Linked DNA regions of Mus musculus: all the other regions are linked to region 1. Evidence: chromatin contacts called from public HiChIP or PLAC-seq and promoter capture Hi-C data. All regions are on one chromosome and are shown on one strand. Each heading gives the region's core, a stretch centred on a gene start, on an enhancer-like site or on the middle of the called end of the contact. The rest is flanking DNA. Distances are from core to core; before and after follow the strand shown. Region 1 holds the start of Nhlrc2 (NHL repeat containing 2). Region 2 overlaps Ablim1 (actin-binding LIM protein 1). Region 3 overlaps Ablim1 (actin-binding LIM protein 1). Region 4 holds the start of Trub1 (TruB pseudouridine (psi) synthase family member 1). Region 5 overlaps Ablim1 (actin-binding LIM protein 1). Region 6 holds the start of B230217O12Rik (RIKEN cDNA B230217O12 gene).

Region 1 (3,564 bases), core at 365-2,864:
GATAGGTGGAGAATCCAAACACTCAAACACATGCCACTGGGGCGTCTGACCCAGCAATGAGGAGAAGGGCATCTGGCAGCTTGGGCAGTATCCATCATAAACAGGGCGCACCTTCGGGGTCACTTGCTTCCCTCTGCGAGTTCTATGTTGCTTTTTCGGTGTTGTCTCTTTGTTTTGAGACTGCTGACTCTCATCTCTACAGCTCGAACTCTGACTGGAACCTGCAGAAATCTGACTGTCTGTTTCTGCAAGGCACACTTTGTGGTCCTTCGTCTTGCCTGGATTTTCTGAAGTCCTTTTTTCATTTCCTTTTGACTGGTGTTTTCCATCTGTTGATTTTTCAACAGATTCTGAAATATTTTCAGAACAATTATTTGGATGTACGGGTTTGGGCTTTCTTTTAGATTTATATTCCCAGATTTCTTCTTCCCAAAACGTGTCTTCTAACATGGCCAAATGATTTTTGTGAGTACAGCACCAGTCTTTGGTGAATTCAGAGTCCATTTCTTGTAACAAGTTTTTAATAGGAAAAAAAAAGTAGCCAAAAGCCAACTAACTTGGTTGGAACTGAAAGCTTTGGTGATATTGGCACACAACCCACTTAGTACCTGTGAACACCTGCTGTTCCATTTTATACCATAATAAAATTAAGAGAACTCACTACAGGGTAACATCTATACGGTTTTCTTTACATTGTGACACTATTTCATTCAGGTTTTTTTTTAACTTCTCAGAACTTGATTTATAAAAATAAGAATCAAGAATGTCTTGAATGTCAAGCACTGACGGTAAGTACCAGGCTCAATGACTTTAACTGAAAACAGTCTCCATATAATGGTTAGAAAGCTATTCTGGCTCTCGTTCATGTGGACAAGTGTCCATTTACAAGTCCAGTCACAGTCCCTAGTCTACTTAGTGTGAGACTAGTCCATAGACTAGACCATAATCAAAGAGGTGTTGGTTACAACCGACAGCTGCCCTTATTCGTGACTCATGGGTCCAACCAGTTTCAGCTTCCTGGGTCAGTCCATTTCTTCCTCCATCCTAGGATCAAACCCTGCACAGTGAACAAAGTTCAAACATGTGAGACTGTACTCCACACCATAGGGGCTGTCTGCCCTGAAATCAATCAGCCACTTCTGCAGACCTCCAGAGAGGTCAGGTACCAGAAAATTCCTACAGGCTCCCGCTCTTTGCCTTTGGATCTGGGGTGGGGGGAAGATCAATGAAGGAGCCCTACATTATTCCCAGGTTAAATAATGCCAACATCCCAATGAGCCCTTGTGCAGCTCGCCCCGTTCCTCCCGGTAGTCCCTCGTGGGCACACCTGGCCTGGCAGCAGGGGGACCCCGCTGCAGCTGCCTCCTCTCTGCGCCAGCTCGCGGGACATTCCATTCGCGCCCGCACTTTCAGCACACCCAGAGTCACAGGACACTTTTGTTGTTGTCAACACAAAACCACCGGCCTCACTGCCTACATTAAAAAAAAAAAAAAAAAAAAAAAAAAAAAAAAAAAGAGTCTCCTCCGAGGGTTGCTTTACCTTCTTTACCTTTCGAGTCTTTCTTGGCGGGAACGCTGTCCCACTGTCACTGCCGTGCCGAATCGGCTGATCTCAGTTTAAGAGTGGGACACACAAATGGGCAGGCTTTTCTTAAGTCGGCTCTTTTAAACGTGTACATGGTTATTTGAATTTTATTTGTCTTGGAATTCCCTGCCGGGCTTCAAAGGCAATGGGTTCCCAGCTCCTCTGGAGCGCGACCCTAGCAGCCTTCCCCGTGTCGAATCTGGCGCTCTGAACGTCCAGGCTTCGCGGCGGCCCGGAACCTGGAAGGGGCGGGGTGGGCAACTCTGGAGTTTAATTACGCGCCAGGGAAGCACGGCCCTTTGGACTTTGGCGTCCGGAGGAAGGCTTATTGGAGGCGGAAGCGTGTGTGGCGCAGGGCCGGGCTGGCCAGGCCCCGCTCTGAGTCAAGAGGGCGGCGCACGCTGGTCCGACCCGCGCCCTCGGCCCCGGAGCCCTCGGGAGCTCGCGCAACATGGCGGCTCCCGGAGCGCGCGGCGCGAGCCTCTCGGGCCTGCTGCCCGCGCAGACCTCGCTCGAGTACGCCCTGCTGGACGCCGTCACCCAGCAAGAGAAGGATGAGTTGGTCTACCAGTATCTGCAGAAGGTGGACGGCTGGGAGCAGGACCTAGCGGTGCCCGAGTTTCCGGAAGGTGAGGGGCTGGCGTCGGGGTGGGGGCCGCTCCCGGGTCCTCCCCTTCCTCGGTGGCTCCCTCCCGCCAGCAGATCGGTGCCCTGCGGTCCTCCCACAGCCCCCGAGGTGCTCCAGGGGAGCAGCGACACACGGAGGGGGTTCTGCTGGGCGGGGACCAGTGTTTGCATCTCTGTCTGGAATCCTGCGTGACCTGACGTCAGTAGCCTCAAGGCTCCATGGGTGTATATTGATCACTTTTTAATGTGCCACAGACGGTTTGAAGCACTTGAGAGCTCCTACTTACCTGGTACAACCCACCGAGACCCTCTTACTAGTCTTGTTTTACAGTTAAGGAAACTGAGGCACAGGGAAGGCTAGGAAACCTGCCCGTCTAATAACCACTAGAGTTGGACTACATTCTACAGGCATAGCATCTGATGGTTTTCTAGTCCAACCGCGTTTCCACGTTCAAAGTGGTGAACCTATTGATCTTTAAAATCTGGAATCAATTTTAGCTTAGTACTCAGGTTTGAATCCTAGTAGTGGGAACTGTTGGGACATAGGGAAACGATACTCCCGGTAGTACAGTTTAAACAAAACGCTCCCTTACCTTCTTTGGTTGGGAGTGTCATTGTTTAGCCTGCCGTGTTGGCATGTGTCCTGGCGTGTGACACTGAAACCACATGCATAGTTAATTTGTTACCTGTGGTAGGGTTCAGGTATCTTCCGGAAGGATCTATCTGTTCCTCCTTCATCCCACAACAGTCTTGGATATTTCGGACCCTTTTGCACTCGCCTTGAGAGGGGCTTACCGTTCCCCTCGTTATACTGGATTTGAAATACCGTGGAATTGCAAAAGAATTGGCTGCATGGAGGTCGGTCCCATCAGAGAAACTTAAAAATGACAAACACGTATATGCAGTGTATACATATCTTCTGAAAACTTTGTAATAAAGCACGTGGTAAATACACTATTATAAGCCAGTAGGCCATCAGTTAGAATTTTGAGAAATGTTTCATTTGTATTTATAGTAAGTTTACTATATTACCATGATATTTGACCACTGTGACTGAAATCATACTCATAAGAAAATAATCAGGCTTTGTCTTTGACATAGCCTGATGTTCTGCCGCAGCCAGTTATTAACAGAAAGTTAAAAACAGACAAAGCAGGTTTTGAGATAAAACTTGATTGTTCAATCTTGATTGTCGTTTACTGATCTTAGAAGATACTCATTCTTTAGAGGGGTCGCCTGCAGTCTAATGGGTAATCCAGGGTGACCTGAAACTGAATCCCTGTCCCTTCCTCTGTCAGCTTTTTGATTGTGAGCACATTACTTGATTTCTCCAGGTCTTGATTTTCTTTTTC
Region 2 (3,423 bases), core at 825-3,324, 550 kb after region 1:
GCATCTGAGAACCTAGCAGCCTCGCTAAGCTCTAGTTTTGCTATTGTTGATCTTCAGCAACTTCTCCTATATTCGTTTTATTGGTCGGTCTGTCTATCTATCTATCTATCTATCTATCTATCTATCTATCTATCTATCTATCTATCTATCTATCTATCCATCCATCCATCCATCCATCCATCCATCCATCCATCCATCCATCCATCCATCCATCCATCCATCCATCTATCTATCTATCTATCTATCTATCTATCTATCTATCTATCTATCTTGATCTGAGGTAATCTCATTATATGATAGCTTTGGCCAGCCTACAACTCATTTTGTGGACCAGACTATCCTCAAACTTACAGAAATCCACCTGTCTCTGCTTCCTGAGTTCTGGGATTAAAGGCATGTACCACGGCATGCTATTAACTCATGGTGGTTACTTTTATTGTTAACAATAGTCTTTGCACTTGTTCTGTGGTGGAAAGTTCTAGAAAGCATGTTCATATCTTATCTACCCAACACCTGTTCATACACCTACTATGAGTTAGAAGAAGTCTCCAAAGCTATAGAGCTAGTGTGCAATTTTAAGGATGGTGGTGGCGGTGGCGGTGGTGGTGGTGGCGGTGGTAGTGGTGGTGGTGGTGATGATGATGATAGCCTTCTATTCCCTCAAAGTCAGATAGATAGATAGATAGATAGATAGATAGATAGATAGATAGATAGATAGATAGATAGATGGGTGGGTGGGTGGGTGGGTGGGTGGGTGGGTGGGTGGGTGGGATGGATGGATGGATGGATGGATGGATGGATGGATGGATGGATAGATAGATAGATAGATAGATAGATAGATAGATAGATAGATAGATAGATAATAGATGGCTGTCTGGATGGACAGACAGGTAGATAGATAAATAGCACATACAAACACTGTTAGGTTGGATTGAGGACTAAGCCATTTTTATTCTGCTTAGCCTGCCCAAGAACACCTCAGGCTACTAAAAGCTGTCTGTCCCATGATGCTAAAAGGTTGTAAAAGCATTCATTCCACCAAGCTCGCTAGGTTAGTGCATCTATAAAGGGAATGCTAACTATTTATTAATGTTATAAATTTGTCTCTGAACAATGTGACACAAAGAAACTAGGCCTCTAGTGCCCTGTTGGGCATTTTTCTTCTTCTAAACACTCAAACTCTAAGATTAATTTTATGTATCCATTTATGTTGACACAGGGTCTTGCTGTGTAGCCCTGGCTGACCTGGTACTTATTATGTGGACCAGGATGGCCTTGAACTCACAGAGCCCCCTGCCTGCCTCTGCTCCTGACTGCTGGGATTAAAGGCCTGTGTCACCAATGCTGAAATGAATTTAAAAGGTGTCTCTTCAGGGACTCGCACTGATGATAGCGAGCTTTGGAATCCAAGGGGGTGTTGCTGTGTACACTGAGCAGGAGGCTACGGCGGTTCCTGGGACTCTGCTTTTGGTAAATGTTAGTGTGGTTCCAGGAAAGGAGCCACGAAACCTAGGCCCCTTTCCTAACTCAGTCGCTACCCTACATTCAAGGTCAAAGGTTTCATGGCCTTTATTATTATTATTTTTTAACAGCAGAAGACATTTACTTTTAAGCTCAGCATTTTGAAATCTAAGCCAAATTGGTTCATATCTTTGTGTCTTGTGCAAGTGCAAAAACTAAAGGTTTCTGGTTACTTATGATCTCATTTCTGGTTCCCTTTCCAGCACAAGAACCGTGAGTAGTCAGACTGTGGAGTCCCAGCAACCTGAGGGTCCTCTTGGAATCAAGGTTTCTCTCCTGGTTAAAGAGAAACAATTGCTGGACGGAGCCCAGGAGCCATGTGCTACAATTGTTGCATTTGGTTAAAAGAGGCTTCCGGCAGGTGTAGGACAGACAGAGGAACAAGTCTCCTTTATTTAATCTCAGCGATAGCTTTTTAAACGGTGGCACACCTTTGAAGGTGGACTTTTAAGATTTTTAAATATTTAAACTTGTCACACAATGTACAGCCAATAGGTGGCCCTGTAATGACTGGGTGTGGACCTGTTTGTCAACTGCTTTTCTTTGCCAAGCTGCTATCTCGAAAGTACATTCCAATTCTGTGACATCCATGTTGCAAACAGTCTCCCGGGAATCACAAGCGTCTCCGACCACCCTGGTCTTTTTCCTCTCTGCCTCTCTACTCTACCCAGCCTGGAGGGCTTCATAACAACCACACTCTCCATAGAACAGCCTGGCTGAGGAGCTGTGTGACACCTTCCAAGTTATTTCCATTAAAACCATTCCACTGAGCTCTTCAGAGTGGAGGACAGATGGTTCGGTTCTTGGCTGCCTACCGAATACTATCAGACTAAAAATATTTTGTCTTCGTCCCCAGGGTTGGAGGAGCCTTCAGGGCGGGAACCAAGACTGGAGAGTCAGAAAAACACAGCTTGCTTTTAAAAACATCCTCCCCTGATATCCTCTCCCACTGCGACCAGACTTTCATCCCTGTTCACAAACAACTTGCTGCACGCACTCTGCAGATCCCACAGTTCTCTGGGAGCGGGAGGGAGCTCCTAGCAGCCACTGGCTCTCAGTTCCAATTGTTAGGAGGAAGAAATAACTGGGGGTGGGGGGGGGGGGGTTAAGCAAGTTGAAGAAGGAAGGGGCGTGGATGATCGGAGTCAGGATCCTTGGAGCTTCTTGGTGATGCCCCAAGGAGCAGTAAAGCTAAGCAAGGTTCACCTTTGGATGACAATGGACAATGGAGGAAACAGACTCAATTCACATTCCAGACTTCTACAATGCTGGGTGGGGTCGGTCCAGCTTCAAGTCCTCTGGATTCCTCTGGAAGAGCAGGACTTGGGGATGAGGCCAGGAGCAGCTACACAAGTGGCTATCCCGACCCTCCACCTGCTACAACAGACCCAGGAGACAAGGGGACATTCCAGAGGTGAAACAGTGGCCTACCGGATCCTGACACCCAGAGACAGCTCAAGCCACATCATGGCCCAGTGCGTTGGGAGCTCTGGCTTCCATTGTGTGTAGTGATGTAGCACTATAAACTTTCACCCTGGGGTGAGAGAGGCCTGCACTGTGCCCACAGGCACGAGACCATCTGACTTCTGAAGTAAATACATCTTACCGTAAAGTGACAGGCACACAGTCAATGCCCGGTATTGTCCCATGACACAAAGACGGTGAAAGCCCAGAGAAGGAGTTACCCTACAGGAAGTGCAGGTGAGGCCTTGGGACGATGCTCCTTCCCTGATGCTCAGCAGCCTGGATGCAGAAGCCCCTAACAGATGACAGTTGGTGGCTCAGTGGTTAAGAGCACTGGCTGCTCTTCCCAAGCACCTGGGTTCGATTCCCAGCAACCACATGGTGCCTCACCATGCACACCAACTCCACTGCACCCCACTATGCTAAAATGTTTGTTCC
Region 3 (3,583 bases), core at 311-2,810, 530 kb after region 1:
GTGTGCGTAGACACACCCTTCAGGCACTCCAGATTAATTCCTCTGTTGAAAATGTACCCCACTCTAAGCCTCACCAGCATCAGCCTATACCCCAACTCTGGGCCGGAGCCACTTCCCTCAGGTGAGGCCAGCCCCTTCCTATGGATGATGGTGACTTCGAGCCAGCCTGCCTCCCAGGGAGGGCATCACGGAGAGAAAAGCACTGCAATTTTCTGCAAAGCTTACGGAAGGGACAAAACAAAGGAAGACCATTCCTCTTGGCCAGAGCCAGTGAAATCTTTTATTCATTTTTTTCCATAAGCTTCCCTAGAGAGTTCCGTGGAGATGTGTTCAAGGGTTTGCTTTGTTTTCTGATCATTTTAGGGAGAGGCTCTGCAAACTGCAGCTATCCTTACAGAGAAAATATGCCTGGCCCATTCCGTCTGGCCTCATTAACATTCCTCTCCATTCCGCACAAAGACTTCATCAGGGATGAAGTTTTTTGAAAAAGGGGGGGTGGGGGATGCGGGATTCTTTCGAAAACAAAAGCCACCCTGTAGAGGTGGGATGGATGGATGCCTGGCTCCTTGGGTGGTTTTTGGGCAGGAGCCCCAGTGCAGTTTTATATCCCTGGAACAAAGTGTCCACAGGCACCAGTGCCAACGCTCTGGGAAGGTAGCCTGTTGCTTGAATACCCGTGCTTCCTCCAAATTCCAAGCTCAGTCTACCTGGTGGATGAATGGACTTAGGGGGCCATTAGTTATTAGCTGTGTGTGCGTGTGTGTGTGCGTGTGTGTGTGTGTGTGTGTGTGTGTATACTGAAGCTGCATGTCAGAAGCAGGGAAAACCGTTCCGATATCGGCAGGCACATCCCTCTGCTTTCCCCTGGCCCTCAATTATTCCGAGATTTTCTCTTTCCTCTACGTAAAGCCTGCCGCTAATAACAAAATACAAAGTAAAGGCTCCCGTGCATGCATGTATGCCAGTGATGAGAGTCAAAAGGAGATAAGAAAACAGGGCCTACAAGTCCAGAGGGGGCAGCGAAGGGACCTGAAAAATCCACTAACTGTTCCTTTGATGGGCGCCGCCTAAGGGTAGGCCCAGGGGGTTCATGAGTCTTGAGTCCAGCTCAAAAATAAATCTAAACCATTCTTTCCTTGGGACAGCAAGAAGATTAAAGTCAGACTCCATTTTCCTTCCCCTGGGACTCTTAACAGAGGGGCTGGGATCAAGCCTGATTATCACTGTGAGGAAAAGTCAGCCCTGCGTGAAAATCTGGACCAAGGCCAGGCTCTAGGTTAGAGTCTGGGCTTTACAACTCCGGAAGTGGAACTCTGCCCTCTAGGACGGCTCTGAGGACTGACCAATCATAGAGCTGATGGCAGCATTATCCTTGCCATAAGCATAAGGTTTTATGCCTGAGTGACTTGTATCCTTTGGAGCTAGAGGCTGCTCTTTTGAATTTGGATTTCAGAAATGAGCAAAACACACCAGAGCTAAGCAATAGTTACAGAGTCTGGGGCAAAACAGTGCATGGTGGTTTAAGCCAAGAGGGTTACCATGGCTACTTGATGAATCATTTTCCCCTAGCTGTACGACTTTTGGGTACTTTCCTAAGTCACTGACTGCCAAGATAAGGCCAACAGAGTCCAACACAAGCTTAAGAACAACAATAGAACATATTTATGGTGGGAGGGAACCCTCTTAGTTGGCCATTTGGACTTTGGCCTCAGGTTTTCTATAAAGGAAAAAAAAAAAAAAAAAAAAAAAAAAAAAAAGAGCCCATGAGAAGCACTTCCCCAAAGCCCAGGAACTAGTGAGCACACAGTGGTGACCTCCAGAGCATCCCATTCTGACCCCTTCCTTACCCGCAGCTTCTCCTCTGTCTTAGTGGACTGCTTACAGTCGGGATGCCACACGGTAGAACCTGGAAAGACAGAATGAACTGTGGGAATAGAGGAAATGGAAAGAAGGCACAGTCCTGTTAAGCAGACTTTCCACAGACCCCTCCCTCCCCAGCACAGGGTCCCACATGTGACCTCTGACCGTGAAGTCAACTCTACCCTTTGAGTGAGTTCTGAACTTGCTGTACACAGGGCACAATGGAGGGCCACAGAATGGAGTCTGAGAGCAGCCTCACACAAGAGATGTTTCCCTTTTAATAGGGTTACATTGTCTTTCTTTTTAAAACATAAATCATTGTTCTTTAAAAAGTAACACCTGAGACCTGAGTCCTTACTACTGGTTCTACTTGATCTTAGAATTAAAGCCATGTTTACATAAGTAACCATCAAAACACCCAAGCCACTTAATGAAGAGAAGTAGAGTCAAACTCAATGGCCCAGGTCCAGGTGTAAAACCTACTGAAGCTTTCATTTTTTTTTTTTTTTTAGGATTATTTATTTTATTTTATATATGTGAGTACACTGTCGCTGTCTTCAGACACACCAGAAGAGGGCATCCGATTCTTTTGCAGATGATTGTAAGCCACTATGTGGTTGCTAGGAATCGAACTTGGGACCTCTGGAAGAGCAAATAGTGCTCTTAACCACTGAGGCGCCTCTCACCCCTCATTCTTCTATTTCTATAGTTGCCCACACTTAGAGGAGAAATCAGATCAACTGGCAACGTTGTTAAACTTAGTTTATAAATCTTTCAACTTTTTAATTAAGTAACAGGAACAAAATCCTTTGGCTTCAATGAGTCAAGTAATGACCGAGGTGGATTTTCTGTTCCTGCTTCTAAGATCTCCCTTTCTCAGACTTCGAAGAACCTTCATGGGTGACACAGGTATCAAAGAATTAAAAAGCTGGAAGTCTCTCTTATGCTCTTACTCTCCTACTCTCACCCTCTCTGTCCCTTCTTCTCTTCCCTATTCCCCTCTCCCCTCTCTCTCTACATGTTCCTGGCTGGCCTCTCCTCTCCCCTCTCTACTCTGTCCACTCCCCTTCCCCCTCCCCCAACCTGTCCCCTGTCCCCTCTCCCTCTCTCTGCCTTTCTCTATCTCTACTCCATCCTCAATTCCCCTCCCCATGCCCTAAATAAACTCTGTTCCATTTTTTAAAAAAGCTTAAAGTCCTTATCTTGAAACTTCAGCCCCTGTGCTATGATTGTGTAAGACTGGATGCATACATAACAGGTATCATATACATGTACGACCACAGGAAAGGATGATATGTCAATTCTGTGTCCACACATGTATTTCTTCAGACATGGAGGGTCTGAAGAACACAGATCACTTGGAAAGACTCAAACTAGTGAAATTACTGGCTCGTTAGTGACTGGCACCTCAGAGTCTCAGAAGCCACACCAGTCTTTGTATCTGTACAGCATCTTCTCAACTTTGACTCCCAAGCAGCAACCTCTGTATACCAGAAGTCGCCAAATTAACTCATGAATAATATTTTCTGCTGAGCTAAAATACTATCAAAGACAAGGAAATATATTCTACAGCAGAATAATATTTCAATCTCTATCGAATAATCATTTCTACTTCGCATCATTGACACAGAAGAGGAGGAGAAGGGGGGGTGGGGAGAAGAAGGAGAAAGGGGGTAGGTCAAACAAAAACCAGACAGACATGCAGGTCCCTTCAATATTAACA
Region 4 (3,812 bases), core at 501-3,000, 900 kb after region 1:
GTGAGGGAGAGAGTGAGGGAGAGAGTGAGGGGGAGAGTGAGGGAAAGGGAGAGGAGAGGAGAGGAGAGGAGAGGAGAGGAGAAGAGGAGAAGAGGAGAAGAGGGGGAGGGGGAGAGGGAGAGTGAGGGAAAGGGAGAGGAGAGGAGAGGAGAGGAGAGGAGAGGAGAGGAGAGGAGAGAGATGAGGGAGAGGGGAAGAGGAGGAGGGGAGAGAGGGAGAGGGAGGGAGAGGGGGAGAGGAAGAGGAAGAGGGGAAGAGGAGGAGAGGGGGAGGGGAAGAGGGAGAGGAGGGAGAAAGACTAGGAGACTGGCTTGAGCATTTGAAACCCCTCCAAACCCACCCCAGTGACACACTTAGTCCAACAAGGCCATAGCTCCTAATCTTTGTCAAGTAGCACCACTCCCTTAATGAAAAAGCATTCAAATCTATGAGGCTGTGGGGACCATTCCTATCCAAATCACCACACAGTTAGAGAACAGAGAACATAGATTAGAGGGTAGCAGAAAAGAGATATGGTGGGGGTGGGGGAGAGGGAAGGAGAGATGGCAGACTGTCTTAGTCAGTCTGAAATATAATATTAAATAAAATGACCTGTGAGTTAAAGGCTTGTCCAATGTGTAAGATGTTGGCTACTTTAGGAAATTAGAGCTTGATTTTTCTAATGCCCAGAATACTCTATCTGTAATGATTCCTCTGACATACATTTGTTGCGTGAATGGTAGACGTGTAACTGGCATCCCCTGACTGGGATCATTAGGCAATGAGGCATCATTAGGGAAGAATGTTAGCCTGGCAGAGCACTATGAGAAAGAATGGCTGTAAGGCAATGTGGGGAAACAAAGAAGACAAAGTGGCTATCCCATAATAACCACACTTCCATTTAATGCATTTGGGGAAGAAGTAAAAGGATTTTTTTTTCCTCTCTTAGAGGGACAGCCTAATGCGAGGTCTGCAAAGAGTTTAAATATTAATTTAAACCATAGGCGTTTTTGTTGTTTTGGGTTTTACTTGTTTGTTTGTTGAGATAAGGTCTCAGTATGTTACCCTGGGTGGCCCGGAACTCACAGAAATCCACCTGCCTCTGACTTCTAAATGCTGGGATTAAAGGCATTCACTGTAGGGGGCTAGGGGGAATTTATGCTAGAGTGAGTTGGTAAATCCTGATCGGACACATTAGTCAAACAATGAATTTTGATTGTTGGTCCTTGATGTTTTGTCTCAGGAATGAGACAGTGGCCAAATAACTGAATGGACCTTGGGGCTAGCTTTAGGAATGTAACCTACAGTTTAGCAGGGGAGAAGGAAAAGGGGAAGAAGAGTAAAGCCTGTTGGTGCCATGTTTGCCATGCCTGTTAGAGAGCCCTTCATGCACCACCACGAATGGATCAACCATATATAGTTTTTGATTCCTATAAAGGAATAGAAACTCCAAAAGAACATTAACATTTTTTTTAGAACTGTCAAAAACTGCAGTCAAAAATTCAAAATTCATACACACACACACACACACACACACACATGCAGGTTATGGGGGGGCGGTACAGAAAGGAAGTGACTCTACCTCAAATACACAAATTAGGTGTTTGCGTTGGATAGTTTACAGCGGCAACTCCAATGTACCTCTTCACGACTAAGAGCATTTGGTAACAGAGATATTAAAGGTTCCAGCAGAACTCCGAGATGCCAGAGCAAGCCATTGGCCTATACCGAGCCTATGGACTACAATTCCCAGAAGGCCTTGCAACACATCGGTGTCATCTCTGCTCGCCTCTTGGCCCAGGCCGTGAAAGCATGGCAGCTGCAGAGGCAGAGGTGGTTTCACCTCTGATTGTGGACACAGCTCCTGACACTTCAGGAACAGCCGAGGCCTCTGTAGCAGCATCGGTGGCGGAAGCGGCCAGGACTGAATCGCAAGCCCCGGCCTCCAAGGCCGCCCTGGCTGCTAAGCTCATGTCGCTGAGCGGCGTGTTCGCCGTGCACAAGCCCAAAGGGCCCACTTCAGCCGAGCTGCTGAACCGGCTGAAGGAGAAGCTGCTGGCAGGTACTGCCGCCCGGGTAGGGACCAGGCTGAGGAGTTCTCCACCACACTGGGATTTTTATCTCTAGTCTTTCTTCTTTTACTTACTGACTTACTTTGTGCGTCTGTGGCTCAAGATAGAAAGAGTGACCACCGAATTAACTCTGGACGAAAACCCAGGGCATCTTAGGCTTGGACTTACCCAAGTGCACACTCTTTCAACAGTGGCCCTTTGAGCTTCTCACGGGAAGTACGTGTAGAGTTGGGGGACCAGTCTGCATATACAGGTTTTCACCCTGGTGGCTGCAGCCCAGTTTTCTGTAGTTTGATCCCTCCCAGGGTTTTTGTTTAACTCTTGCGAATGAGTACCACCAGAGGAAATGCAGGCTCTCTACCCCTAAGTTGCAAACTTAAAAGTTTATTTGAAAAGCACATAGGCTGAGTTAGCTAGGATTTAGAAAGGACACCACTTTCACCTTTTAGTGGGCACGGTGATTCGTCTTCTATACAAATGCAGGTTCCTGATCCCCACACTTGCAGACCCTGAAAGTCTGAAGATCTGGGATTATTTTGGAAATTGTGCTCTATTGCTTCAGATTGTGCTTTCTTTCTTCTTCTTTTTTTAATGTAGTATTTTTTGAGGAACATTAAAATAGAAGATGGCCATTTTTCTAACCATTCTTCCTCTTGATCATTTATAACAGGAGCATTAAAAAGCCAAAACCCTTTAGTTTTGTTTTGCGTGTGAATGTGTATGCAGTGTGAGTGTGTGTTTGTAGGTGAGAGGTGATGTTGGCCATCTTCAGACATGGCTTTCCATCTTGTGTATTGAGCCAGAGTACCTCACTTGAACCTAGATCCTGCCAATTAGGCAAGTCTGCCTACTCAGCTTGTTTTAGGGACAACTGGCTAGGAATCAGGGTAGCATTCAGTGTCACCCTCGTGTTTATAGGGGTGCTGGAGATCCAAGCTCTGGTCCTCACTATTGCTTGGCGAGCACTTTACCCTGTGAACAGTCCCCACGGAGCCTTTCTTTTACTGGATTCTCATGTTAAGCTGCATCTGTGGAATCCTATAGGGACATAGGATGAACAGTGGCCGCCTCTTCCCTTAAGTCGGCTTACAGTCTTGTGATCTCTGCAGTTCCAGATTCTCCAGAGCTTCAGCTTAGCTTGTCTTGTTACAGGTACAGAGAAACCTCTCACAGTGCTCAGTGTCACCTGGAAGACTTAATCTAGTTTTGTTTGTTTGTTTTGAGATAGGTTTGCCTTGAGCTCAACTCAGTGATCCTCCTGCCTGAGCTCCTGAATGTGAGACTTACAGATGGGCACCTCCATTCTGATTTAAATTTTCTCTTTTAGCCAGGAGCCAAACTATTCTGATAAAAACTTTGCTAATTTAAATGTTTATTGAACAGATACACACATTCTTCCGGATGCTAAACAATGGTGTTATACTTGCTCATTTGTGCTCATCGTTAAGTGTGGTGGCTAACTTTGATTGCCACCCCAATATCATCTAGAATTCCCAGTTTCAGTAAGGGATAGGGAACATCTATATTGGGTTGGCTTGTGGCCATGTCTGTGAGGGATTGTTTTAATTAAGCTCATTGAGAGAGGAAGACGCGGCCTGCTGTGGGTGGCACCCTCCCCTAGACAGGGCATTTGAACTGTGTGAGAACTGGAGCTGGACACAAGTGTGTGAGCCTTCGTTCTCATCTCATCCTGACTGTGGATGTGGTAGAGAGTAAGCTGGAATTCTGAGCTAAAATAGACTCTCGTGAGTTACCTTTTGA
Region 5 (3,746 bases), core at 1,004-3,503, 610 kb after region 1:
CATGAGAATGGGCAGGCCAGGGAGGGAAGGGAAGGAACAAGTCCAACACAGAATTGTCATCTGTGGTCTCGGGACATGCAAAAGAGGACGCTTTGTTGGGTCTGGATTTTGGCATCCCTTTTCCAAACCATACAGCTGTGGATGACAGGGGCTGTGTAGAAAACAGGGTTGCTAGGAGCCTGGGTCTACTCTGCATGCTCAGACAAACTCAAGCAGGTCACAACTTGTCTACAAATCAAGCTTGGAGCAGCCCCTGATGACGACTATCTCCTGCCAGATGCCAGGGAAGCAACAGCTAAAGCCGGGCCTCTCCAGCTTTAGCCTCTGTATTCCAAGGGTAGGTGACTCCTGCCCAGGGAAGGGCAGCCTCAGGCAAGGCATAGGATCTCTTCTGATCCTTCTCATAAACAGGTAGAGCAGACCCTCAGGTGGGGTGGGAGGAAAGTGAGTTCTGTCACGAAAGGCTCTCCTGGGGATTTGCTAGAACACCGGGTTAGTTATTCGGATTAGTTCCCATGACTCATTAATAGTCTAACATACAGGCTCTTAAAATGAGTATGGTCATATAACTGAAGGCGGGGTTACCAAAGGGAATTAGAAACGAAGCAGTGAAACTTTTCTGAACACGAGCTAAGCATAGTGGTGCATGTCTTTAATCCTAGCACACAGGAGGCAGAGAGCAGGTGGATCTCTGAGTTCGAGGCCAGCCTGGTCTGCAGAGTGAGTTCCAGGACAGCCAGGGCTGCACAGAGAAACGCTGTCTCGGAAATCTCCACCAACCCCCTCTCGTGCATGAACATGTAAGGACCGAAAATTAACTTAAAATCAAGTGCGGTGAATCTGAGGTGGCAGCCACCCATGGTGCAGTGAAGCCTTCACCAACTATGAACAAAATATATAAATATATGCATGTTGTATGTGCTTGCCTTCAGCCACTCAGTACAAGTGTACATTGCCCCTCTCAGGTTCACAACTACTGCATGGTATGAACTGCAGTGTTTTGTTTTGTTTTTACTATACAGGCAATGATACTGATTTAATAAGGGAAAAGAAGGACATTTTCCTAGTGTTATCAATCAGCATATAAGTATCAAATTAGTATATTTTGGATCAAACTGCTTTAGAGTGCTTGGTTTTAAAAATTCGTGACTCACCTGCTGACTTGCTTTTCACACACACACACCAACACACACAAAATCATTAAATGAATTTCAGCTTGAGATTAGGACAGAATTTCCAATAATTTCTGAGATGGCTTTAAACATACTTCTTCTGCCATTTTATGTATTTATGCAACATGGCAGTCTTAGCATGGATGATTGTAAAATTAAAATATTGATGGAGTCTGAAAAACACTGACGATCCTCTTGGTCCCACAGGTCAGATATTCAGCCATTATTCTTTATGTAACAAAGTAAACAAGAACACTATCCTAGTAGCATAAAAATCCACTTGAGAATTTAATAAATGGTAAAAATTATATATATAACAAAGAACTGTTCTAAAATACATTTCTCTATGATTTTTATCAGTAGATGTCTGATTTATATACTTATTTTAATATTTGCCCACCCAGAATAGTATAAAAATTTCACAGGTGCTAAAGGTTTTAGAGTAGAAAAAAGGTTGAAAACCCCCAGTCTAACGAAGGGTTAACTCGGTGAGATCATAACCTAAGTTTCCCTCTCCCTCATCAGTTAGAACTCTTGAGAGTCAAGATGATATAGAAACCATGCACAAGTTTTCCGTGTAGACTCCCTGGTCCTTGTTTAAACCAACACTCCAGAGCTCTGACATTGCTCTTGAAAACCAAGTGACCAAAGATGACGGCCAGAGTCTGTCGGTTGGGAACTAACTACCCTATAAATAATGCTACGGCCATGTTCTCAGAACGGCTGTCTCCTCCTATAACCATCCGCATCTCTTCCCGCATCTCCGGTTCTCACACTGGCTTCCTACTCATCGAGAGGATCATGCCGGGAGCTCGTGGGTCAGCCTAGTCCTGACCTTAGATTCTTAGAGCAGAAACAATCCCTGGGGGGATGGGGGTGGGGGTACGGGGGTAGGGTCATCACGGGACGCTCAGAGAGTCCTCTTCAGTAACTTCATAGGTGTGCACCCTCGAGACGCCAGAGTACTTTATGCCCAAGAGTCTATTAATCTCAGAGTCTAATATAATACATAGAACCGTACAGTGTAATTAAGCAGAATCCTGCCTCACACTTGGCAAGTTCCCACCAGTTCCACTCCCGGAGTCGTCACCAGTTTGCATGACTCATTGATTCCTTCAAACTTACTTCTCGTAGCTCTGAGAAGGGGCAAACGGTGGACTTAGACCCACCATCCCCTTAACGCTCATCCAGTCACCAGGACTGGGACTAAAAAGCACAGATTTCCCCATGACAAGACCAAGGTGAGCTTCATGCTAATGCAGACCACAGGATCCCTTCAAAGGGAAGGCAAAACCCTCTAGAAGTCCTTTCTGCTTGCTGCTTCCTCTCTTGGGTGCCTCTGTGTGGGGCTTCTTTGTCCAAAAGTGGTTTTGTGGGATTCACACTTGCTCTCTTTAATTAAACCGTAATTTCACGAACCTAGCATAGCCCTACGACATGATTTGGCAACGCAGTTGAGAGGTGACAAACTGTGCTGTGTTGTGATCCGATTTGGCTTTTCTCAGAAATTCAAAGCCAAGCCACGTTATCCGACAACTATAGTTTTATGTATGGCGGCTTAGATACTAAGATAAACAATGTTTAACTGGACAGGAATCTGTGGCACACGCACCAGGCGATGAATGAGAGGAAAAAACTCCTTGCAGCTGGACCTAGGTGCTACTTCAAACATCATGACGTCACCTAAGACCAGAATGGCAGTGATGGTGATGTAATATGGTGATGTAAGACGTAATTGGAGGCTCCTCCTTCAGAACCCTAAACATAGGGAACTCCCACAGACACCATTTCCTTCCCTATATAATATAAGGCCTTCCTGGGAACAGACCTCACCTATCAACTTCTATCCTTGAGCAAAGGATTATCAGTGAGTGATCTCTGTCTATAGTGTGTGTCTTGCAAGCTTTATACTGTGGTTGTAACTGAGCAGGGAACAGAGTGCCGGCCTCAAACTCGGACTCTTCCAGTGGCTCTATCCTTTTAGCTCTGTGGTACCACTACCCCTAAAAGGCTTCTGAGAGATGAGTCTGTTCCCTGTGTTAGTAAACCTCTAGCTGTATCCACTTTCTCATCTGACACCCACATTTTCAAGCAACCCCAAAGCCCAGGCTAGCTCCCCATGAACACCCTCAGGATCCGCTCCTCCGTGGGCCTTCTTGTCATGATTTCTCAAACCAAGTGTCAACATTGCCCTTCTGCCTGGAAGCAATTTTATTAAAACAGTGTTTGTATTGTCAGGAAAAGAATTCACTTGGGACAGTCTGAGTTCCCATTAGAAAGGAGCTGGTACTGCGGTGGGTTAGACAATCATTGTGGGTGATTTAACATTAAGTGGAGCTGGTACTGCAGTGGGTTAGATCAAGCATCGTGGGTGATTTACCATTAATCAAGAACAAAGATTACAGAGTCAAGAACCTTAAGGAGTCAATTTTTAGAGACCTCTACAAACAACAAGAGTGAGCTCACAAAACAGAGCTACAAAGTTGGCTCTCTTGGGAAGGTAGGCACAATCAACTTTCAAATGCCTGTCGGTCAGCTCATTAGAAACACTCCTTTTAGTGGTGAGAACATACC
Region 6 (3,743 bases), core at 1,017-3,516, 810 kb after region 1:
ACGTTTCAAACCACGCTTTCGGTCTCTAACTCGGGACAAGTTCTTGGAATTGATACCTTTTTTTCATCCCTGCCTTTCTTCACTGGTGCATCACATTAACCCCTCAGCTGCCCTTCTAGCTCTGCTGCCATCTCTTCTCCTGACCAATGTGTTCTTGGGGTTTATAGAGGCAGAATTCGTTTACTCTCAGTTCATCAGGCCTTGTGAGGGGAACGGTGCTACATTTTTTTCCCCCCACATCCTTCTACTGCACCAGAAACCGTCAAACGCTGAAAATATGTATCATCTAGCCGTTCCCGTTTTTCTTGGCTCCTGCCCACTTGGGTGTCAGTTCTCCAGTCTCCCTGTGTTTGGATGTGTGTACGCTTCTTCCAAGTTCACACGTGTGCACATGCCCACAAAAGTCAGACGAGGGTGTTGGTCCCTCTGGAACCAACTGGAGTTGCAGGAGGTTGTGAGCCACCGGGCACAGGTGCCGGGAACTGAACTTGGTACCTTGGAAGAGCGGCAAACGTTCTTAGCCACAAAACAATACTCCAGTCCCGTTTTTATAAAGAACTAAATTTATTATGGGCTTAATAGAATAAATACAGGAGGTTCCAATTGAGGTACTTCAGGCACCTAGGGTGTTTTCAAGGGTAAAGGGAGCCTCCTCTTGGGTTTCCTCAAAGCAGTGGTTGAGGTGAGTCCAACTGCATCAACAACTGCATCCAAGCACTAGGCAGGCTATACATTAGTGCCTCCTCCAGCATTCGGAACGGGAGTAGGAAATCTATCTACTGGCTATACATTAGTGCCTCCTCCAGCATTCGGAACGGGAGTAGGAAATCTACCTACTGGCTTTACATTAGTGCCTCTCCCAGCATTCGGAACGGGAGTAGGAAATCTACCTACTGGCTCAGTTACAGTTCTAGCTAACTTGTGCGTCTTAGAAATTAGGGACCAGGCAGATAAATCATTGAGTATTGATATTAACCCATAGCCAAACATATATTTTATTGTGCTTATAATAAGTATGCAAAGTTAAATATCCATCACACACAACTTGTAGCCCGCCTAAACATCACTCCCTACACAAGTTGTGGCTGCAGGACATTGTGAAAATACAAACTGCCATGTAATTAGCCAGGAAAATTATTATGGTTGATAAACTGACCAAACCTCATAAGTAGTATGAATAATAACAACAAACATTGTGTGCTCTAGGATGGAGCAGGAACAAGGACCTTGAACGTGGCAAGGAACACAGCTCAATGTCCAACAAATAACAGAGGATGTTGCCAGCGTTTTAGTTTACAGAAAGCAAGGCTATGCTTACCTGCTTTTGAGCATAGCAGAAGCAAACAACCAAAGCATGAGAAAGACTCGAGTCTCCCCTTACCTTCTCTCTTGGTTTCCTCTCCTCTTGTGTTGTTACTAATGTTATAACAAGGAGGAGAGCCTGTGATCCCCGGCTTTCTTCACTGCTACATTGGTAACCTCACGGCCCAGAATGGCAGAGCTGGATCCAAACAGGCTTCTCAACCCTGCTCAGAGTTGCGGCGCCCTCTTCTGCCCTCTGCTCAACGAATTATACTATCAATAGGTATTTTTCATCCATGTTAATGAGAAATCTACTTCACCCTAATGCAGAACTCCCCGATCCTTTTCGTGAAATGCTAATACCAGCTTGAAACAAAGTTCTTCAGATTTTCAGAAGTTGCATCAACCATCTTAAAATGGTCAGTGTTTCCTCTACGCCTTGTTTAATACACATTTGCATAGTGTTTTAGGAAGCCTCCAGCCCAGGGCTCATTAACTTGAGGCTTCACTCATCGGTGTTAGGCATCCTGAATATTATTTCCTTTTCCAGAAACACACTGAAACCTTGTAGGCCACCATCCTGCGTTATTTAACCGAACCCTCATCCCACGTGTCCATTTGGCATTTCCGGGTTTTGATAAGGATAAGCTATTTTAGTCTAGCGGGATCTTCCCACCTGCATTGGATGCGGTCGAATCCCTAGCACGTGGACCCGCTGTCCGTTTTTTGCGTTCGGGATGCTGGTATTTTCCCAGCGGCCTTCCAGTCTTGCCCTACGTATGGTACGCAAGCGCAGCGTCAACACGTCGCTGCCAAATCCTCACACTGCTCTCTGGTCACCGAGAGACGAGTGCCAGCACCGCCGGGTGCGCCACGCCAGGCCCGCCCTCCCTCCTGGCCTCAGCCTTTCAGCGCCCCGCCGACCCCGCCCGCCCTGCTCTCCCCATCGGCCCCGCCCTCAAGTCGGCCCCGCCCTCCCTGCTGGCCCCGCCCTCCCCGCCCTGGCCTCTGCGCGCCCCGCCCCGCGTCCAGCGACGCCGGCAGCGGAGACCTGGGCTTCCCCGGGCCGCATCAGCGTCCCCTGCAGGCCGCGGCGGGCACGGCAGCCGGAAGAGCCCGAGCTCCTGCCACCGTGTCCGCGTCGCCGCCGCTGAGCTCCGCGGTGCCCCGATTGCAGCCGAACGACCTCGGAGCCGCCCGCCGCGGCCCCGCGTCCTCCGATCAGAGCCGCCGCGCCTCCCGCCCGGCCTCCGCCCTCCGCTCCCCGCCCGGGCCCGCCCGCACCGGCCTTCACTCTGGAGCGGCCCGGGCAGCCGCAGCAGGGGCGGCGGCGGCGCATCGAGGAGCTCTCCAGGTCGTCCCGGGAGAAGCTGCTGCAGTCCCGGGACAGGATGTTCTCCAAGCTTACGTCCATCCTGCAGCATGCCGTGGAGGCGGTGAGTCCGATTGGGGTGCGGGGGGCTGCGAGGCGCGGGGAGGGAGGCTGCGGCGAGGCCTGGGCACCCCCGGGGCCTCTGCTCTCCAGCCGGGGACCGGGCGGCTCCCGAGGCCTCCTGGCCGTTAACCTCCGGGGCTACGTGGCCAGCGCCGCGCAAGACAAAAGAACGGCGGTGCTGGTGGGCAGGGCTTGCTTTTGCTTTGGTACGGGTGAGAGAGGAGCGGCGGGGACCCTGGGGCCCGGTCCACACCGGTACCGGCTCTGCCAGCTCGGGCCCAGCGGCCCACCTCGGCCGGACCTCGGTGATCGATCTGCGGGAGTTTGCGGGTCCGCGATCGCCCAGCTCACACCATCTGTTTCCCTTTTCTTGTCTGTAATGCGCTTCCTGGAGGCTCTTGGCGCAGCCTGCAACCGCTGTACTGTGAGCCTGGTCCTAAACAGCACCGGGGGGACAGAACTCAAACCGCCAAACGTACAGCACCCAAAAACCTAGGAAGAGAATGCTTTTCTTGTCGGTGCTAAACGCGACCCTTTGCTTTATTTTACTAGCTAATTTTGGACTGAGTATCATCCTATGTGAAGAAAGTTACTGTGTTTTTTTTTTTTTAATGGCATTTTCTTTGCATATTGAGAATGGCCTAATAGTAGCACTTTCAAATTCACATGACTTTCTAAAGAAAAGTAAAAAGATGACAAAATACCACGGTGGTTTTTAGGGTCAGCTAAGAAAATTAGAGTTGTGAGTTTCAGATATGGAGACAAAATTTTAACACAATTGCTTTTTACATACTTCGTGGAATTTGGGTTTCGCTTGGTGGCACATCAAACAAGAAAGAAATGGGGTTGCCTGAGGAGCAGTGTTGACACATGGGGTAGAGAACTGCACTCTAAGATGCCAATTCTACTTTTCTTGCTTAATATGGAGTCAGTGTGCAACAGCATTGGTAAAATAATTTTTAAAACTTTTAACAACACTTATATTGATATTTTGTATTATACTTCA

What was found. Promoter capture Hi-C pulls out the DNA fragments that hold promoters and counts their contacts. HiChIP or PLAC-seq counts read pairs in DNA pulled down with a chosen protein or histone mark.
Region 2: a contact with region 1 is called in an HNF4G HiChIP or PLAC-seq map of pancreatic cancer cells. The contact joins the enhancer-like site here to the promoter of Nhlrc2 in region 1. A contact is called at or near these places in 1 of 39 promoter capture datasets (liver) and 4 of 115 datasets of contacts at active chromatin or transcription factors (the 230-238 cell line, bone marrow-derived macrophages and pancreatic cancer cells).
Region 3: an H3K4me3 HiChIP or PLAC-seq map of bone marrow-derived macrophages shows a contact between it and region 1, with 4 times the contacts expected there. The contact joins the enhancer-like site here to the promoter of Nhlrc2 in region 1. A contact is called at or near these places in 4 of 39 promoter capture datasets (the 3T3-L1 cell line, the C10 cell line and hippocampal neurons), 4 of 115 datasets of contacts at active chromatin or transcription factors (the 230-238 cell line, bone marrow-derived macrophages and memory CD8 T cells) and 1 of 9 other capture datasets (liver).
Region 4: a promoter capture Hi-C map of pre-B cells shows a contact between it and region 1, with 2.6 times the contacts expected there. The contact joins the promoter of Trub1 here to the promoter of Nhlrc2 in region 1. A contact is called at or near these places in 2 of 39 promoter capture datasets (cranial neural crest and pre-B cells).
Region 5: a contact with region 1 is called in an H3K27ac HiChIP or PLAC-seq map of embryonic stem cells, with 4 times the contacts expected there. The contact joins the enhancer-like site here to the promoter of Nhlrc2 in region 1. A contact is called at or near these places in 3 of 39 promoter capture datasets (the 3T3-L1 cell line, the C10 cell line and pre-B cells), 2 of 115 datasets of contacts at active chromatin or transcription factors (embryonic stem cells and pancreatic cancer cells) and 1 of 9 other capture datasets (pancreatic islet).
Region 6: a promoter capture Hi-C map of pre-B cells shows a contact between it and region 1. The contact joins the promoter of B230217O12Rik here to the promoter of Nhlrc2 in region 1. A contact is called at or near these places in 5 of 39 promoter capture datasets (cranial neural crest, erythroid cells, liver and 2 more), 3 of 484 Hi-C or Micro-C datasets (CD4 T cells, CD8 T cells and embryonic stem cells), 6 of 115 datasets of contacts at active chromatin or transcription factors (the SCID.adh cell line, bone marrow-derived dendritic cells, bone marrow-derived macrophages and 3 more) and 2 of 9 other capture datasets (adipose tissue and liver).

The regions. Positions count from the first base shown.
Region 1 is chr19:56,546,647-56,550,210 of GRCm38.p6, forward strand. It overlaps Nhlrc2 (NHL repeat containing 2), which reads left to right and starts at 1,615. Exons shown (of 11, transcript NM_025811.3): 1 at 1,615-2,214. The coding sequence starts at 2,037. Dclre1a (DNA cross-link repair 1A) reads right to left here and starts at 1,476. Exons shown (of 10, transcript NM_001360437.1): 1 at 1,328-1,476; 2 at 1-1,057. The coding sequence starts at 504.
Region 2 is chr19:57,096,302-57,099,724 of GRCm38.p6, forward strand. The region is part of intron 6 of Ablim1 (actin-binding LIM protein 1); the gene reads right to left. Among named protein-coding and RNA genes, the nearest start is that of Afap1l2, 89 kb to the left of the region's middle. Within about 2 kb of position 2,075, at least 88 of the 459 cell types and tissues checked have an H3K27ac peak or open chromatin away from gene starts, as enhancers often do. A contact at or near this core is called in liver and pancreatic cancer cells, where this site is marked.
Region 3 is chr19:57,077,966-57,081,548 of GRCm38.p6, forward strand. Ablim1 (actin-binding LIM protein 1) reads right to left here. Exons shown (of 26, transcript NM_178688.4): 8 at 1,848-1,906. Among named protein-coding and RNA genes, the nearest start is that of Afap1l2, 71 kb to the left of the region's middle. Within about 2 kb of position 1,561, at least 140 of the 459 cell types and tissues checked have an H3K27ac peak or open chromatin away from gene starts, as enhancers often do.
Region 4 is chr19:57,451,156-57,454,967 of GRCm38.p6, forward strand. Trub1 (TruB pseudouridine (psi) synthase family member 1) reads left to right here and starts at 1,751. Exons shown (of 8, transcript NM_028115.3): 1 at 1,751-2,041. The coding sequence starts at 1,792.
Region 5 is chr19:57,155,903-57,159,648 of GRCm38.p6, forward strand. The region is part of intron 2 of Ablim1 (actin-binding LIM protein 1); the gene reads right to left. Among named protein-coding and RNA genes, the nearest start is that of Ablim1, 58 kb to the right of the region's middle. Within about 2 kb of position 2,254, at least 7 of the 459 cell types and tissues checked have an H3K27ac peak or open chromatin away from gene starts, as enhancers often do.
Region 6 is chr19:57,358,633-57,362,375 of GRCm38.p6, forward strand. B230217O12Rik (RIKEN cDNA B230217O12 gene) reads right to left here and starts at 2,267. Exons shown (of 3, transcript NR_040316.1): 1 at 1,382-2,267. Fam160b1 (family with sequence similarity 160, member B1) reads left to right here and starts at 2,377. Exons shown (of 17, transcript NM_145505.4): 1 at 2,377-2,738. The coding sequence starts at 2,694.